Linked DNA regions of Capra hircus: region 1 is linked to region 2. The links are chromatin contacts, called in public Hi-C maps. All regions are on one chromosome and are shown on one strand. Each heading gives the region's core, a stretch centred on a gene start, on an enhancer-like site or on the middle of the called end of the contact. The rest is flanking DNA. Distances are from core to core; before and after follow the strand shown. Region 1 overlaps GALNT7 (N-acetylgalactosaminyltransferase 7). Region 2 overlaps GALNTL6 (polypeptide N-acetylgalactosaminyltransferase-like 6).

Region 1 (3,187 bases), core at 181-2,680, 200 kb before region 2:
GGGGAAGAGTGGTGGGCGGGTTTCCAGTCTGTGGGGAAAAGCTTCTGGCCGCCAAAATAACCTGCAAGGTGTAAGAGGTAGAGACTGAATTACATTCCCTCCATCAAAATTAGATTTATGCTCTGAAAGCAATGATTAGACCAGAGAATAGAACTTTAGTCAGTGGAGCCATAAAAAGTCAGGGTAAAAGCTGGGAAAACTCTGTAAAATGTTCAGAGAGACCTTGTATAAAAACGTGCCCTGAATACTGCAGGAAGCTGCCCAAAGAACAGCAAGAGAGACTGAAGAAGAGAGACCTGTAGCGCTTAGCAGGGATAGTAACAGAGAAATGGGGCTTCCCTGGTAGCTCAGCAGTAGAGAATATGCCTGCAATGTAAGAGACATGGGTTAGATCCCTGGGTAGGGAAGATCCCCGGGAGAAGGAAGTGGCAATCCACTCCAGTATTCTTGCCTGCAAAATCCCATGGACAGAGGAGCCTGGTGGGCTACAGTTGATGGGGTCACAAAGAGTCGGACATGATTGAGCTACTAAAAAACAACAACAGAGAAATGAGCCTGTTTCACTGGCAAGCCTACCCTTTTAAAGACTGTGTGTTCTCGTGCTTAGATGACAGGATAGGCTCCAGTGATGCTTAGAGTTAGAAGAAATACAGGGTTAAACTGGAAAACAGATGTGTGTTTTTAGAAATTACAAAGGTGTTTATTATTATGAAGTACTTATTCACATATTACACCCCACAGCCTTAATGTATCTTAATTCTTTCTTCACTTCTCTTAATGATGCAAATTACAGATTCAGTCACCCCACACTTTCCAGTAAACTAATTATTTATCTTGAGCTGACATTCAGGACGCCTCCTCCTCTCATGGAACAGGATGACTGGGTAGAGGACAGTGGGGAGGGTGGTATGCCCTAAGGGTGGGGCTGAACACACCCCTGCATGATGAGAGACTCGCCGAGAGAGAGCTTTCGCGGGGTCTCTGCTGTGCCAGCTGCGAGTGCTTTCTGACCAGTGGGGCTCATGATACCCACTGTGTTGTATGACTTTTATGTTTTTTAATCCCCTGGAGGAGGGTATGGCAATCTACTCCAGTATTCTTGCTAGAGAAGCCTATGGACAGAGGGAGCCGGTGGGGCTGGGAGAGGGGGTGCGCTATAGTCCATAGGATTGTGAGAGTTGGACACGACTCAGTGACTAAACAACGACATCAGGTTTAATCCTCACCAGGAAACAGAGTGTGTATGTCTATCACCCATATCCGCCAAGAAGAGGTGCAAGCTCTCTGATGCATCTCAGCTGTGAGAGGTCCATGTCTCGCTGTACACATGGGCTCGGGGCTCCCCGGCACCTGAGGCTCCACCCGCTGCCACACCCTCTCCAGGGTAGGGCCACTGCAGAACCCACAAGGTGGGGGCTGCCAGCTTCAACACACCCTGAGGTGTGGAGATCCATGGACAATTTGGGGGATCGCTCCTTCACAGCATCTTCTCGGCATGGGCTGGAGGCCAGTCCAGGTCACAGGACCTCATGTTGATGGCGGATCTGCCCTATTCCTTAACACAGACCCTCTGCTCGGGGACCACACCCACCTGCCCCCTGCTCTCCCTGAAGTGTCTTCGTCCAACTCAGATCTAAGCAGAGGCCCCTGCTACAAAGGGACAGGATTTTAAGTGCCTCTAGTTAAAGAGAGAGTCACTTTGTAATTGATAATACACTATTATGTTTGCTTTGCTCCTAAGTAGAACACTTTATTACTATAAAGATGCCTCATAAACATGCATCACAGATAACACACTTCAATGACTCTCTGAAGAGCAGGCCTCCCTGGTCTTTTATGAGGGTGGTGAGAGGCCCGGGAGGCACAGGGTTGGGGACCAGTTTTGTCCCATCCTCACCCCTAGAGCCTGTGGCTGCAGGGCTGGAAGCAGAGCAGCAAGTGTGTCTGCCCTGATCTCATGTCTGTTGTGACTTTCCAAGAAGAGTGGTCACATCTTGCAGGGCCAGGGTACCCCTGCCCTGGGTGGGGGTGAGGATAAGTGATGGTGCCCACATCCTGCTAAGCCAGAGTGGCAACTGCTGCACACCAGATTTGCTCAGCTTTGCCTCTATAGACACACTAGGAAGACTGGGGGAGGACGCAGGAACATAGAGAAAACTACCTGGAAAATGGAACAGACCTCGGTGGATGCCTGATGGAGTGGTTTCCAAACTGGACAGGAGAGCTTGGGGGTTTCGAGGAGATGGGAGGACCAGTGCATGGAGATGCTCCCCAGGGAGCCACAGGGAGAGAGGATTCTGCAGATTCTGTGCCAGAAATGAGCTAAAAACACTGGTGACTCCCTTTCTTCATGGATGGGGAAACTAAGACTCAGAGTGGGCTGTGGGGGACTTCCCTGGGAATCCCGTGGTTAAGACTCCAAGCTTCCAATGCAGAGGGTGTGGATTTGATCCCTGGTCAGAGGACTAAGTTCCCACATTTCAAAGTATGGCCAAAAAAAAAAAAAAAGAGAGAGAGAGAGTAGACTGTGGGGAATTCCTGCCCGATGAGGGCAGCGACACAGAAGCAACAACCAGAGGTATGTCACCCACACATCACACTTCAGAGTGGAAACTGATGGGAAAAACACGTTCAAACACCCTGCTGGGTTGGTTTTGTCTTGTCAGGGACATATTGTCTTGTATCATAACCACTCACATCTTAAGCTACTTCAGCTTTGACTGCATTCCTCTGATTCCTCTGGGTATCTGCTCAAAGTTTTGCAACCATTAGAACAGAAATAATAAATGCCTTGCGACTACTCAGGTATTATATAGAAGACTCTTTTTTTTTTTTAATGGAAGGGGGAGAGTAAAATAATCAATGCATGTCCTCAAGTTGCTATTCTTCCTCTTAAAAAGCTTTTGTGTGCCCATGAACAATTACTGAAATACCACCAATATGCCTGCGTGTTCGGCCACGGGTGTTCTGAAGTCCATCACAAAACCCTCACGAACTTCATTTTACATTTATTTATTTGGCTACTTCACAGATCTCTGCCTGCTGTCTCCCCCCAAGGCTGTAAGTCTCATCTGTTTTTTCCATCGTGTTACCCACCCCCTACCCAGGTCCGTTCCCCTCCACTCAGCATTGTGGTGATTGGCCCTGCAGAGTAGCGATTATCAACCAGGGGAGATTCTGCCCCACA
Region 2 (3,280 bases), core at 622-3,121:
TTCACCTGGTTGCTACATGCTTCCGGCAAACAAAGCTCTTCCTCACCAGAGGGCCTTTGTACAAGCTGATCCCTATATCTGGGATTTTTTAAAAAACTTTTACTTTAGAGTGTATTCGAGTATATGGCTTCTCTGGTGGCTCAGATGGTAAAGAATCTGCCTACAGTGTGGGAGTCCCGGGTTCCATCTCTGGGTCGGGATGGAGAAAGGAAAGGCAACCCACCCCAGTTTTCTTGCCTGGGAAATCTCCAGATGGAGGAGACTGGCAGGTTACAATCAATGGGGTTGCAGAGTCGGACACGAATGAATGACAAACACTATAGTCGATTTGATTTCCCTGGCGGCTCGGTTGGTAATGAATCTGCCTGCCAATGCAGCAGATGCGGATTCGTTCACTGGGTCAGGAAGATCCCCTGGAGGAGGGCATGGCAACCCACTCCAGTATTCTTGCCTGGAGAGTCCCATGGACAGAGGGGCCTGGAAGGCTACAGTCCATGGGGTCACAAAGAGTCAGATACGACTTAGCACTGAACAGCAGCAATAGCAACATAGTTGATTTACAATGTTGTGTTCGTTTCAGGGGTACAGCAACATGACTCAGTTATATACGTACACATATCCATTCTTTTTCAGATGCTTCTCTTCACTTACCTAAATCCTGTTTCCCTTTCAGGTCTCCATTTATAGGGTAGTGTGTCAGAGCAGCCCTGTCTGCCTCTCTGACCTAGGATGAGCCTCATGTGGTGTTACCATATTATCCTGTACACTTAATATATTCAATTTAAAAATTTGTCAGCTTCCCTATTAGACTGAAAACTCCGAGAGTAGAGAAAACCCATCTGTTCCTGATCTTGTTTCCATCTGACCATAGCTGTTCATCTCCCTTCCGTAAACCTGCCGGGAGTCACGTCAACGCCATAATAGCTGCTCTTCGTCGAGTATGTATTTATGTGTTGGGCTTCCGTAGTGTTCAATGTTCTGCTCAGATTTTCTCACTTTATCTACTTCAACCGCATAAGCAACCTAAAGAGAGAGTGAATGTGGACAACCAGGAAGCCGGGTGCATTTACTTAGGCACCTACTATGTGCCAAACAGTGTTTAAGGTACTGAGGATTCTGTACGAAAGAAAGCAGATAAAGCCCTGCTCTTGCGGAGTCTGCATTCTAATATTTCGTGACAGCTACACAGCTGCAATAGAACAGGAAGATGGCTAGACAGCCTGTCTTCTCCCGGAGGCAAAGTTACTGGGAGAGTGAAAGTCAAATCGGAAGAGATTTCTGGGCATGTGGCACAGGGGTAAAGAAGCTGCCTGCCAATGCCGGAAACATGAGAGACGCGGGTTCGATCCCTGGGTTGGGAAGATCCCCTGGAGGAGGGCATGGCAACCGACTCCAGTGTTGTTGCCTGGAGAATCCCCACGGACAGAGGAGCCTTGAGTTAGACACAGCTGAAACAACTTAGCACACGTGCGCAGGAGAGTGAGAGCTAACACTCATGAAGTGTCGCATTCTAGGGGTATTTACATTTTATTTCATTATCACAATAACTTTGTTTTCTAAAAAAATTATTTGGCTGCATCGAGTCTTAGTTTTGGTGGGCAGGCTTAATTGCCCCTCAACATGTAGGATCTTAGCTTCCTGATTAGGGATCAAACCTGTGTCCCCTTCACTGGTGTGCAGATTCTTAACCCCTGGACCACCAGGGAAACCCCCATGATAATCTTCTGAGGCCGATACTGTCATTATTGCCATTTGATAATGAGGAAACAAGTTTCCCAAGATCCCAGAGGCAAGACCGCTGCTGGTGGTCCCAGGGGGGACTCCCACCCTGGGTCCCCCAGGGCCTCTGCCTGCCCCGCCCCCTCTCAGCCGAGCCAGCCAGCAGTCCGGCCCCAGACCCACATCTGCCCCCAGGGAAGAGCTGTCCCCGTTAGCAAATGCTGATCTCACACGCGTATAGTTCCAGTTACCAAGGTCCTTTCAAGTTTGACAGTCTCGATCTTGGCTGGCATTCCCTTCAGCCGGTCTTTGTCCACACGTTAGAGCCCGAGATAGAAACCATGATGAAACCTTTCTACTGGTGACCAGAGGTGGCAGCTGAATGTATTCAGTAGAATGGTAACCAGCAGGGATGTGGCTAAGGTATCCAGACGTGGAAGAAGTTAAAAGGACGTGACCTCTAAATGATGTCACAAGTTCAGCCGGGTTAAACATATGGAATAAAAACAGAATGGGAAGGTTACCCTGGTGGAAACGTAGTTTCATGGCAGCGGTGAAGGCGTTTCCCTCCCAGGGACTATTACCCTCCCTCATCTTTGACTCATCAATTTGAACAGAGGATCCCAGCTTCTCAGGGCATAACACTTATGTCTCTGTTATCTTCAGGGTATAGGATATGATATAGACATTGTGTATCTGGTTTTCAGCACGACATTTGAAAATCCTCCTTTTTTCCCCTGCGGGTCAGCTGGAGAAATGTGGGCTAGAAGGTGATTCGCTGTTAGGCGAGCTTGCATCTGGTTGAATGACTGCTCGCTGTGGATCAGCATCAGCTCGATTATGTAACGGCAGGCTCGGTTCTGGGCCTTGTTCACCGGGATCGGGGACTTGCATGAGGGCCTGCATGCCCACTGATCTGCTCTAATTCATGGCTGGAATAAACTAGTTCACCTGTTGATAAGCTGGGCCAAAGTCCAGGCTGGGGTCAATCTGGCGAGGGAGAACTTAACAGAAACCAGTGGATGTGGATGGCTACCCAGGTACGGAAGGGGCACCATACAGGTGCAAGACTGCAGTGACACGTCTGTGTAGCAGAGCGAACGTGGCCTTTTAAATACTGAAAACTCATTAAGAAGCCAAGTATGTGAAGTGAAGGCAGAAAACCAATCAGCTCGAGCTAATTTAACAGATATTTCTCATAACAAAAAGGCTTGAGACAGGACTTCCCTGGTAGTCCAGTGGCTAAGACTGTGAGCTCCCAATGCCGGGGGCCCGGGGTTCAATCCCTGGTCAGGGAACTAGATCCCATATGCTGCAGCTAAAAGTTCACCTGCCACAGCTGAAAGGTCCTGAATGCCACAACTAAGTGACCTGGCGCAGCCAAATAAAGAAATAAATGTTTTTTTAAAAATTCCCAACAAAAGGGTGCTAGAAACTCATTCTAGTCCTTGGTTAAACATGCCTAGGATACTGTGTTCCATTCTGGGCATCACGCCAACCTCTAGGACCATCTGGAGTGTGTTAAGAATCAGTGTCCAGGAGGCTGAGGTGGGCCCATTGA

Evidence for each region. A called contact is a pair of places that touch in the nucleus more often than the background predicts.
Region 1: a contact with region 2 is called in a Hi-C map of liver, with 5 times the contacts expected there. The contact joins two enhancer-like sites. A contact is called at or near these places in 3 of 5 Hi-C or Micro-C datasets (blood and liver).

Annotation. Positions count from the first base shown.
Region 1 is chr8:5,621,669-5,624,855 of ARS1.2, reverse strand. All of the region lies in intron 2 of GALNT7 (N-acetylgalactosaminyltransferase 7), which reads right to left. Among named protein-coding and RNA genes, the nearest start is that of HMGB2, 61 kb to the left of the region's middle. Within about 2 kb of position 1,430, at least 1 of the 5 cell types and tissues checked has an H3K27ac peak or open chromatin away from gene starts, as enhancers often do.
Region 2 is chr8:5,418,907-5,422,186 of ARS1.2, reverse strand. All of the region lies in intron 11 of GALNTL6 (polypeptide N-acetylgalactosaminyltransferase-like 6), which reads right to left. Among named protein-coding and RNA genes, the nearest start is that of GALNT7, 120 kb to the left of the region's middle. Within about 2 kb of position 1,871, at least 1 of the 5 cell types and tissues checked has an H3K27ac peak or open chromatin away from gene starts, as enhancers often do.